4 separate regions of the Sus scrofa genome follow, and all the other regions are linked to region 3. The links are chromatin contacts, called in public HiChIP or PLAC-seq maps. All regions are on one chromosome and are shown on one strand. The core of a region is the stretch at or near the end of the contact, and the rest is flanking DNA. Distances in the headings are between cores, read along the strand shown. Region 1 overlaps MGLL (monoglyceride lipase). Region 2 overlaps MGLL (monoglyceride lipase). Region 3 overlaps KBTBD12 (kelch repeat and BTB domain-containing protein 12). Region 4 holds the start of ABTB1 (ankyrin repeat and BTB/POZ domain-containing protein 1).

Region 1 (2,700 bases), core at 138-2,637, 200 kb before region 3:
TAACCCGAGTGAGGCCAGGGATGGAACACGCAACCACATGGTTCCTAGGCAGATTCGTTTTCCACTGCGCCACAATGGGAACTCCAGGAGCCGACATTTATGGCAAATGAAGTTTGCACTGGGTTCCATGATTTAAGGTTTCTAGGGGAACCCTCATGCTCATCAAAGCAGCTTCCAAAAGTCAAGGTCTTACCCAGGGGACAAGCATGGCGATTGAATCCAGCTTTGCTCCAAGGGCTGTGTCGCCTTGGGCAAGTTACTCACCACCCCTGGGCTAGCTTGCTTCCTCACTGGGCGCAGTGCCTGCCTCCCCACACAGCTACGAGGGTTAAATGGGGGTGATCTGGGGGAAAGTTACTAGCACAGAGATGATGCATTTTTTTAGGCCAGAAAGTATTTATTTTCTTCAAACAGGGCCCATCCTCTAGTGCCAATTCGTACACATACATGCTTCAGCAGTCTGAATCTGGGCAAACCTAGAGAAACCAGTTGTTTTTAATCAAATGCCCTGTAATTCAGCAGATGTTCACTGAGCCCCTACTACATTCTGGATACCAGGCAGGATGCAAGGATCAGCAAGCCCAGGTTGCCGAGGCACTGTCCTCGGAGCATGTAAAAGTTGGGGGTACATTTGTGGCTGACCAGCTGAGAGGGGCCTGCAGTGTGTGAGCACCATTCCCAGGAGGTGCTAGCCAGCCTGCCCTTCTTTCTGAGGCTCCCCAGGCCACACTGTTGGGGTAGCCCTGTTCAGGGTGGGGTGAGATGCTGAAAGAGGGGTGTCTCCCTAGGGCTCCATGGCCTCCAGCCTCGACTTCCAGAATCAGGGTGGAAGCTCAAGAAGCCTTCGGGGGACCAGCCTGGGGCAGACACTGCATCCCAACTTCTACACTCGGCTCCAAATGCATTCCGCATGGGCTGCAGGTGCTGCTGGTCTCATGTACAAGATGAGGGATAGGCCCAGAGAGGCCCAGCACACAGCTCATCCAGGGAAGAGCAGAGGTACCACCCCAAGGGTCTCTTCCATCCCAGGGTGCCTACAAACACTTCTCTAAGTGAAGGCTCCAAAAACCCTGGACAGGGGGGCATGGAACTGTAGCTGGGTGTTTATTTTTTGTAGGTTGGTGATGTGTACAGCTAAAAATCACCACCAGAGGCTGGTGGAGGACCTCGTCTGCCACAAGGGGTCCTCCCCCTGGTGGGAGGGGATCTGCTGGCGGCTCCCCTGCCCTCCTTCTCCTGGCGGCTTTGGCACTTGGCAGCATCACAGTTGGTTATTTTTAGCCGTTGGCAGGCCAACCATCCCCGGTCACATGCTGTTTGAGCTTCCACTTCAGAAAGGCTCCACCTCACAGAACGAGGTGATGCCCCCTCCCACAGGGAGCCCCCTGTGGCTGCCTGCAGCATTTGATATGGGCCCCAGAGAATCACACAGACTCCCCCAGAGACATGCAGCCAGCCTAGGCCCCACCTGTTTTAAAATTTAAGTGCCTCCTTTTCTTGGTCCAGCTGTGGTCACAGTTATTGCCAGTGTTAATTTACTGAAGGGCAGCAGCTGCTTCCAAGCCTGGGGAGACATGCAAGACCCAGTGCTGCGAACCGGGGGTCCTGACCCCAACATGCCACTTCTGGGCAGGACCTTGAACCCTCACCTCCCCACCCCTAGAACAAGGAGACGGGTCTTCTGCTCAGGCTCACAGTGGTGTGTGGCTTTGTTGGGGACCAAAACCGACAGCAACTGTGATTGCTGTTTTAGCTTCCATTATGAGCCTGGATGCTGCCATAGCTACTCTGGGCAGGCCCCTCTCCCCGTGGGTGACTCACAGGAGCCCTGCATCCAGGTACCACCACCACCGTCTCCATCTCTTGTAAGTGGGGGCTCCAGGGTCAGTCCCTGACAGCACTATCCAGCTGATGAGCAAAGGAGCTGGGGTTTGAACCCCAGATTCTGGCTGTCACCCTAGGTGTCACCCTGGGACACTTCAGGCCCCTGGTTTCATGTGTGCTGGAAAAGTCTGTCGGTCCCTGACAGGAAATGGGGACAGACGCCTAGTCCACCTGACCTGAATGTCTTCAGCAAAATACTCAGACTTGTAGATGGGAAAAAGTAATCCAATGCAACTGTTACCTAAGCCGGGTGCAGACTGTCTAAATACAGAAAGCGTCTGGCGCATGGTGGGAGGACAGGCCTTGCAGAGCACATGCAGGGCATGGACTGATGTGCCTCGGGGGTCACTAGGCTCGTATGTGGACCCGGCAGCCAGGGGGCAGCTGCCTGGGGAGAACAAACCATATCTCTGAGGTGGGTTTTAAGGTGCCGGCTGAGGGCATTACAGAAGGACTAAGAGCATCTGTCTCCCAAACTGCCTGGCCAGCAGCCCGTCCACAGAGGCGTGGGTCCTTTAGGGTCAAGGCCAGGTCAGACTCAGCCTGGAACAGGAGGCTCAGGGCAAGGAAGGCCACAAGGCACTCCAGGAGTGTGCCCCTGCTTCCCAAGAGGCCTGCCCTGGGGAACCTCTGCTGTCCAAGAACAAGGCTCTGTGGACCTGCTGTCCTGCTGCTGACCCGGTGCCAGACTCGTGGCTGGTATCCATTTCCTGCTCTGATTTCTGCACTGCGACCCTGCCCTCCTCTCCCAGACCCTGGCTCTCCCTATGCCCCCCATCCTGCAGCTCCCAGCCCCACCTCATAACCTGCACCTGG
Region 2 (2,700 bases), core at 161-2,660, 230 kb before region 3:
CCTTACCTCTGTACTAAGCACCTTACTTGTACTTGCTTGTTGAATCTTTATAGGAACCCTACAGGGGGACTATTATCATTTCATTTTATATATGAAGAGACTGAGGCTCAGAGAGGTTGGGTGAGTTGCCCAAAGTTACACAGCAAGTAAAGACAGAGCCAGGATAATAACAGGCAGTCAGGCCCTATCCTCAGCATCCTTAACCATTCACTCTGCTGTGGTATCTAGAGAAGGGAAAGTAAAGTGAGTTCTGTGGGCTTGGATGTGAGGAGAGAGGGGGGCATACCTCATGAGGGTACAGACATCTGGGCCTGACAGATGAAGTGACTCGTGGGCCCCAGAGGCTGCCGCCCTTCTCGGCCTGCCAAGGAATGGGGGCTGGTGGGTCCTCTGAACACAGGCACGTGCCTTCCCACACAGACTTCCCACCTCCCAGCAATGACCCCCGGCACAGGTGCCCAAGTGGGGGGCCAAAAGTCCTGAGCCAGACAAGTAATTCTTAGGAAAAGGATTCACATGCCCACAATTAAGTGACAGTTTACATACACGTGGCTAACCTGACTAGTCTTCCTTCTGCCCAAAATAAAACTGCAGGTCCTTGTTTCTGATGGCTCTTGTCTGGCTCAGGACTTCTGGCCACACCACATCCCCTGGGCAGGTGACCCCTGTGGTCAGAGAACTGTCCAGGGCTGGCATCTGCTCAGCCAGTATCCTGGGCCTCCACAAGTCAGTCAGATCTGATCCACATGTAAATAGGACTTCAACCCCCAGGTCCCAGCCTGCCTTGAGGTCACCATTGGTGCTCCCAAGAGGCTTTGCCAGGTTGTGCTCCTGCTTTCTTGCTAGACCCTGGGAAGGTGTTCAGGAGGGAAGCTGGATGGGCCTACAGAATGGGTGCCTTACTATATCTTGGGTCTGGCAGCTGGAACTACCCCTGATAGTCTCTCAACACAGTTCCTGGCTTTCCTGCTGCCATTCAGCTGCTGACCCCAGGGACCTGCCTCTTTTGTGCTTAGAGCCAGCCATGGGAGTAGGGTTGGGAGCAAGCATGGAACATGGGGTGGGGGTAGGTCAAAGAACCCCAACGTGCAGGGTGCTGGAAAGTGGCAGACCCCTCACTGGCTCCCCCACCAGCTGCCCTCGGTGTGCCGAGCTGTGAGGCTTGCTATGTTTTAAGACATTGGTAAATGATCAGGCGAGTCTTCTGTGAGGATACAAACTATGAAGATGGCAGCTCACAAAGCACAAGCAGCTAAGCCAATGGGCGTCCTGGAGGGTAATCAGAGGTCTCAAAGGGGCTCTGAGGGAGGCTGGGCCTATCTTTAGCCACAGTTATAATTAGTCAAAAGCCTCAGAGAGCAAAGCCTTCCACGAGCTGACAGGAGTCTGCAAGGGCCATGGGCACATGGCCTCCAGCTACGTGAGCAGAAGACAGACAGGGAGCAGGGAGGCTGATCCCTGAGGACACAGGACACCCTGCATGGGGGGCCAGAAATGAAAGCCAGCAGTGGCCTCTCTGGTCGGCTCTCTGGGTGCACGGAACAGGTATGAGTATAAACCAGCCATATGGCCACTGGCCTGAGTGTAAACCAGCCAGGATGTGCTTGGAGGGCACCCAGCACAATTGTGGAGAATATAGCCCTGGGTCCAGAAGGCAAACGGCCTCAACAAATAAATAGTGGACGTCCCATGGCAGAGGATGGCACTTGGAAGGAGAATGGGGCAAAGACTGAGAGATGGATGACTATCCATGGTGTGCAGGCTTCGTGAGGTCCTCAACCCTCCCTCCATCAGCTGTGACTGGAGAAATATTTAGAACATTCCAGGCTTTTCAGAGTGGGAAAGATGCATCGCATTCCAAAACACCTATGCTGAGAGTAGAATAATTAATCCATCAGTTACTTTAGTGTTCTGATCAGGGACTCTGAATGCGTAGACAAATGTAAAAAATGCCAAGTAGCAATTTCTTTGTTCCCAGGAGCACTTCAGAGCCAAGGCTTGGAGTTGAGAGACCTGGGCTCAAATCCTTACTCAGCAGCTGTGTGTCCTTGGGTAAGTGACTTGCCCTCTCTGGGCCCAAATGTCTGCAAATGCAAATACTGGTATCAAGACTGATTTCTCACTGTGGTGAGATGGAGGGCTGCAACGGTGCTACACTGAAGGTGTTGAGATGCTTCCAGGCATTTTGCCTTTTCTTCCCCACACCCAGAGAGTGTTATGTCTGCATGCCCTCGGCTGTGAGGTGATGCTGCCAAAGGAAGACACCATGCTGACAATCCTGGCCGCCACCGCAAACCCCAAACATCTTGCCTTTGACACTGGGCTGGCAGAGCCAGCGTGCTTCCCTAGAGAATGTTCCCAGGAGCTGGCCCCCATCCCAGCCTGCAGCCCCTTCCTGCAGGTCCTGCCTCCGTGAGCCTGTTAGGCAAATGGCTCTTCTCTTTCTGAGGCTTCATGGCTGTAGGGTTCCAGGAGCAACGTCTTAGCTAAAGAAGTGCCCCAAGACACCCCTGCTAGATTCGGAAGTTGCCTCCCCTGAACACATTTCCCCCTGGGCACTGCTATGTCAGAGTGTTGACAGGGGACTCAGGAACAGGATGGCTGAAACCCCTTCTGTCACATCTTTCCACAGGAGTCCAGCCTTCAGGCTGACCAGCCACCATCCCCTCAGAGAAACTTATTAGTGTTCCTAAGGCAGCA
Region 3 (2,700 bases), core at 47-2,546:
TTAGCTGGTAACTGTAGGAAATGAAACACAAAGCTGGAAGACAAGAAGAGCTGGAGAAACTGTTAAATTGTAACAACATAACTTGTTTGTTTGTTTGTTTTGTCTTTTCTGGTGCCGCTCCCTGGGCACATGGAGGTTCCCAGGCTAGGGGTCTAATTGGAGCTGTAGCTGCCCGCCTATGCCAGAGCCACAGCAACGCAGGATCCGAGCTGTGTCTTCAACCTACACCACAGCTCACAGCAACGCCAGATCCTTAACCCACCAAGCAAGGGCAGGGATTGAACCCAAAACCTCTTGGTTCCTAGTTGGATTCATTAACCACTGAGCCATGAGGGGAACTCCTGTAACAACATAACTTGTATCTTCAGTTTCTTTCTCCATGTGGGAGAAACCTGTGCTAAAAATAGAAACTACCCCTTTCCATAAGCTGCAGGGAGCCTGAGTTCTCTCAGTTCAGTGCTCACTGGCCACTCCGTCCTGGATAAACCTGCTTGAAATCTCATTGCTCCTGTCTGCCTCCTTCTTCCCTCAGTGGGCTCCACCTCATTAAAACCCAGTTTGAGCCCTTATTGATGCTCTGTTACAAAATACTGATTTGAATCTGGGACCAGGGGCTTTCTCTTTGAAAGAAGCTTTTGTGAGATAAACTAACAAACGTTTTAGATCTCATAGTATGTTACGATTTTGAGTATGTTATGCTTGCTTCTTAAATGACAAGGTACATTCATACTTCAGCTTTCCAACAAGCATTTTTAAAAGTCAGATTGTGTTCAGAAGTTGCTTTAGCCTCATGGGTCAGACAAAGTCAAATATAGAAAGTGAGCAGCAGAGTCTATTTGTGGAAACCTGTAGACCTTCTGCAGACTGGCCCCAGCTGGCCTCAGCATCTGACCCTCTAGCCTCGAGGTCCCACCCCAGCCTTGGCACTGGGTCATTCCTGAATTGCCTCCATCCTGCGCCTGTGTTACTCTGTTCCCTCAGCTCTTAACCCTCCGCTCTGTTTGGCGAACCCCAGAGCATCTTCCACATCTCCCCAAGTGACTTGTGTGACTCAGTTGTGCTGCCCCAACCCTGCCCATTGCTGTGGCCTCAATCGTGCCCATGTCCTTTCTCAAAGTCAGCCCGGGCTTCGTCGTTTTACTGAATTGACCTTCCTATCTTGCTCCCCATCAGGGCAAAAGCTTCACAAATCATCAGCGTGGCTGGTATTGTGGCAACTTTTTTAAAGAAGGGATTTTCACTTCCCTGTCTGAGGAGCCAGCTAAGAATCAGTCTCCCAGCACGGCTACGAGTTTTATCCAGCAGACCAGCTGTGCCCTGCTCATTGCAACTGTCCCAGGGTGGTGAGGGGAGGGTTGCACAGAAGGTTCCAGCAATTGCCCAAAATGCATTTCAGAGATCACTTTAGAGGTGAATCACTTTCTAAGGTAAGAGGAACCAAGTTTCATTGTGGTTAAGATTTTGCCTTTTTCTTTCTTTTAATAAAATTCTAAACGGTATTTTAAAAAAACACTGGTGTTTCTTAGATTACCCAGGTTGTTTATTAAAAGAGCAGATTCTAGGCCAGGAGGTCTGCAGTGGGACCTAGGAACCTGAACTGTGGGAAGCGTCGGGCAGTTCTGGTGTGAGTCTCACAGGACAGCACTTGGAGAAATACAGCAGCCGTGAGGATAGCGTGGCAGTAACATCAAGTTAGTGGAGGTTCAAATGCTCAAAATGTTGACTAGGTATATGGCACAGAAGATGGGTCCTGGGCTAGCTTTTAGGAGAGATGCAGAGGAGGATGAGGTCTTGGACAGCATGTTTTTTGGGGGTGGATCACTGGTCAGAGGGCCCGAGTTCACAGGTTCCCACAGCAGGTTGTTGGATGTGTTCTGATCTATCCCGTGTCTTCGCTCTGAGGCACCCTTCCTAAGCTCCGGCACGACAAAGAAGGCAATGTGGGTTTTCAATAGCCGGAGAAGTCAGATGGGGTCTCCTGAGCCTTCTTTATCCCGAGAAGACGTGGCGCTAGAGAAACAACAGCCGATGTGGCTCTGAGCCAGAGTGAATGGCTCACTGGGTTTCTGCTGTCAGTGTCCATGAAATGTTTTTCCAGTTAATCATATGAAGGGTGTTCACTTTGGTTATCTGGCACCCTTGATGGGGAGCCCAAAAATAACTACTGTAAGAGGCCAGAGTTTACTTATGGCTCCAGAATTACACATGGCTTCAATAATGTTTTGTTTGTTGTTTTGTTTTGCTTTTTAGGGCTGCACCTGCAGCTTATGGAAGTTCCCAGGCTAGGGGCCAACTCCACAGCCACAGCAACATAGGATCTGAGTATTGTCTGTGGCCTACACCACAGCTCATGGCAACGCTGGATCTTAACCCCCTGAGTGAGGCCAGGGATTCAACCCATATCTTCGTGAATACTAGTCGGTTCATAACCCACTGAGCCACAGCAGGAACTCCCTTGGCTTCAGTAATTTTTATCATTGACATCCTGCCAATTCTCTGAATTGGCCATTCCACATGTAATTGTGACAACTAGTAAGAAATTGCACTTTATTTGATCAATATACAATTATAATGCTTTTATTTTTGCCTTTCATTTCCCAGTAGACTGTGTCTCAGGGACCAAAAACCCCTCAGACTTTTTTGTTTTTGTTTTTTTGTTTTTGTTTTTGTTTTTGTTTTTGTTTTTGTTTTTTTGGTCTT
Region 4 (2,700 bases), core at 77-2,576, 250 kb before region 3:
AAGCAGAGTTGGGGTGGGCAGAGCTGAGGCCAGTATGTGAGGGAAGGCTGAGAAGGGAGGTGGGCAGAGTCCTTGGTGAGCACAGGCCAGGCATGTTGCCCACCCTGAGCTCCAATCTGGGGAGACCTAGTACCCCAGGACCTCAGCTCAGAAGCCGGCCCTCCTGTCCCCAGATTGGCATCCAGAACTACTCCACTACAAGCAGCTGCCAGGCCCGGGCCAGCCAGGTGCGCAGTGACTACGGGACGCTCTTTGTGGTGCTGGTGGTCATCGGTGCCATCTGTGTGGTCATCATCGTGCTGGGCTTGCTCTATAACTGCTGGCAGCGCCGGCTGCCCAAGCTGAAACACGTGGTGAGCGTGAGGGTGGGTGGGCAGGGGGCCTGGTCCGGGTGGTATAGGGGGTCCAGCTAGCCGGGCACCTGAAACTTGGGGTCCTTATTTGTGAGTGAGGTGGCAGTTACTAGGGGGTGGGTACTGTGAGTTGAAGTCCTTGTCCAGGGCCCAGCTCCTGGTTGTCAGATGCTGGAGGTGTGGGTTGTGGGCCCAGTTCCTCCTGGGCAGGGCGGCCTTGCAGACGCCCCGGTTGGGGGTGGGAGTGGGGTGCAGGCAGTGCACACCTCCCTTATTTTCTAGGAGTCTCTGGGGTGGTGGAGGGATAGACGGTGTCAGGGAGGCCACAAGGCTGATAAGTGTAAAGGGTCAATGGTCATTTTAAGAAAGGAGTTGAGCTACAGGACCAGAAGGGGCTGTCTGTCCGCTGTCCGTCGAGGGTCCGACAGGGGTCCCCTGTCTAGGGAGGGTCTGGAGGGATGTGGGGCGGCGGGGCCGGCGCGCCCGCCCAGCCGCCCCTCCCGCCGCAGTCGCACGGCGAGGAGCTGCGCTTCGTGGAGAACGGCTGCCACGACAACCCCACGCTGGACGTGGCCAGCGACAGCCAGTCGGAGATGCAGGAGAAGCAGCCCAGCCTGAATGGCGGCGGCGCGGTCAACGGCCCGGGGGGATGGAGCGCGCTCATGGGGGGCAAGCGTGACCCCGAGGACTCAGACGTGTTTGAGGAGGACACGCACCTGTGAGGGGCTGAGCCCCGCCCGGCCCGGGCCTCGGCGTGGGGTCCTCTGCCTCCCCCTCCAGTGACTCTCGACGCATCTCGGCACCCCCCACCCCCCCGACCCGACGCCCCGCGGGGCGCCCGGGACCCTATTAAAGCCGCCGGGAGAGCACGCCGGCCCGTGGTCCGCCTAAGCGACTCGTTCTTACTCTGGGCTGGGGTGGGGGCGGGGCAGCGCGCCCGAGTCGGTCCTCCGAGCGCCAGGCGCCGCTGCCGAGCGCCCGGGCGGGGCGGGGCGTGTTTATATCCGGCCGGGGCTCTGAGGTCGCCTGGCGGGGGTCCGGGCCGTCCGCGCCATGGATACGTGCGACCTGTTCTCCAGCTGCAGGAAGGGGGACGTGGGCCGAGTGCGGTGAGGACCCTTGGCCCCGGGAGGGTGCCGGGTGGGTGACCCCGCCGCAGACCCTTCCCCCGTGGGCGCCCAGACGCCGAAGCAGGGCTGCCTAGGTTGCCACAGTGCTCTGGGGTGGAGCCGGGGATCGGGGAGCTCTGGCGTGACTCCTCCAGGGGGTCCCGGAGGAAGGTACTGCGACGAGAACGCCCGGAGGGGGAGAGGAGAGCGCGGAGAGAAGAGAAGGGCCCGGGCGCCAGACCCTGGGGGCCGGCCTGGGACTCCGCGATTCGTTTCTGATGCGCTGTGGACCCGGAGCTGGGGTCTCTAGTCCTCGGAGATTCGGAAACTCCCCAAGTGCGGCTAGAGCTGACTGGGCGCTGCAGTCGCCATCTCCGTGGGCTGCCTGATTGGGATGGGAGGCACCTGCCCACCTTCGCCAATTCCTGACCCGCACAGCTCCCCCGCTGCAGGTGCCACTTGTGATGCTGCTGGGAGCGCTCTTGAGGTCGGCCCAGGTGTCTCCCCCAAGGCACTTCCTCCTCTGTGGTGGCTCCATCACCACCCTTGTTGATTCCCACTTCCCCACCCCACCTGCTGCCCTGTCTCCTGACATCCACCTTCTAGAACCTACCTTTTTGTCATTTCCACATCACCAGTATGCCTGCAGCAGCTCGTGCTCGGCCTTGCCACCCCAAGCAGCCAGAGGGCTCCCACAGAGGCAGAGGCCCCTTCCTCTCCTCCTTCCCAAAGGCTTTCTGCCCAGAGGCCCCTTCAGTTCTGGGGCCTCTGATGCTGGGTTTCCCATTGCCACTCCGTGGTCTCCTTGTCTCAAGTGCCTTTCCTGTTCTGCTCAGCCCTCACCCGCCCTCACCTGGGGAGGCTTCCTTCCTTCCCCTCCTGAAGGTTTGCTCTCCAGACCAGGAACCTGGCCTGACTCAGCTCTGACTTCCCTGCCCAGGTATCTGCTAGAGCAGCGTGACGTGGAGGTGAACGTGCGGGACAAGTGGGACAGCACCCCGCTGTGAGTGCCGTGGGGGGAGCAGGGGTGGTCAGGGTTGGTGGCGCTGCAGGCCTGACAGCACTGGGTCCCTTCCCCTCAGGTACTATGCCTGCCTCTGTGGCCATGAGGAACTTGTGCTCTACCTGCTGGCCAATGGTAAGTGGGTTGGGGGCGGGGGGCTGCATGCGGGTGTTCACAGTGGCTCTGGATCTCTCCCCTTCACCTGCATCCCATCAGCAAGTGCTTTTAGCTCTGC

Evidence for each region. HiChIP or PLAC-seq counts read pairs in DNA pulled down with a chosen protein or histone mark.
Region 1: a contact with region 3 is called in an H3K27ac HiChIP or PLAC-seq map of skeletal muscle. The contact joins two enhancer-like sites. A contact is called at or near these places in 2 of 47 Hi-C or Micro-C datasets (embryonic fibroblasts and fetal heart ventricle) and 1 of 2 datasets of contacts at active chromatin or transcription factors (skeletal muscle).
Region 2: a contact with region 3 is called in an H3K27ac HiChIP or PLAC-seq map of skeletal muscle. The contact joins two enhancer-like sites. A contact is called at or near these places in 21 of 47 Hi-C or Micro-C datasets (alveolar macrophages, brain, embryonic fibroblasts and 11 more) and 1 of 2 datasets of contacts at active chromatin or transcription factors (skeletal muscle).
Region 4: a contact with region 3 is called in an H3K27ac HiChIP or PLAC-seq map of skeletal muscle. The contact joins the promoter of ABTB1 here to the enhancer-like site in region 3. A contact is called at or near these places in 2 of 5 promoter capture datasets (liver and skeletal muscle), 24 of 47 Hi-C or Micro-C datasets (adipocytes, alveolar macrophages, brain and 14 more) and 1 of 2 datasets of contacts at active chromatin or transcription factors (skeletal muscle).

The regions. Positions count from the first base shown.
Region 1 is chr13:72,524,233-72,526,932 of Sscrofa11.1, reverse strand. The region is part of intron 3 of MGLL (monoglyceride lipase); the gene reads right to left. Among named protein-coding and RNA genes, the nearest start is that of MGLL, 45 kb to the right of the region's middle. Within about 2 kb of position 1,387, at least 16 of the 83 cell types and tissues checked have an H3K27ac peak or open chromatin away from gene starts, as enhancers often do. A contact at or near this core is called in skeletal muscle, where this site is marked.
Region 2 is chr13:72,558,726-72,561,425 of Sscrofa11.1, reverse strand. All of the region lies in intron 6 of MGLL (monoglyceride lipase), which reads right to left. Among named protein-coding and RNA genes, the nearest start is that of ABTB1, 19 kb to the left of the region's middle. Within about 2 kb of position 1,410, at least 10 of the 83 cell types and tissues checked have an H3K27ac peak or open chromatin away from gene starts, as enhancers often do. A contact at or near this core is called in fetal skeletal muscle and skeletal muscle, where this site is marked.
Region 3 is chr13:72,327,652-72,330,351 of Sscrofa11.1, reverse strand. The region is part of intron 4 of KBTBD12 (kelch repeat and BTB domain-containing protein 12); the gene reads left to right. Among named protein-coding and RNA genes, the nearest start is that of KBTBD12, 37 kb to the left of the region's middle. Within about 2 kb of position 1,296, at least 12 of the 83 cell types and tissues checked have an H3K27ac peak or open chromatin away from gene starts, as enhancers often do. A contact at or near this core is called in fetal skeletal muscle and skeletal muscle, where this site is marked.
Region 4 is chr13:72,577,851-72,580,550 of Sscrofa11.1, reverse strand. It overlaps ABTB1 (ankyrin repeat and BTB/POZ domain-containing protein 1), which reads left to right and starts at 1,326. Exons shown (of 12, transcript XM_021069446.1): 1 at 1,326-1,462; 2 at 2,403-2,465; 3 at 2,545-2,600. The coding sequence starts at 1,407. PODXL2 (podocalyxin-like protein 2) reads left to right here. Exons shown (of 8, transcript XM_021069445.1): 7 at 174-353; 8 at 863-1,241. The coding sequence ends at 1,075.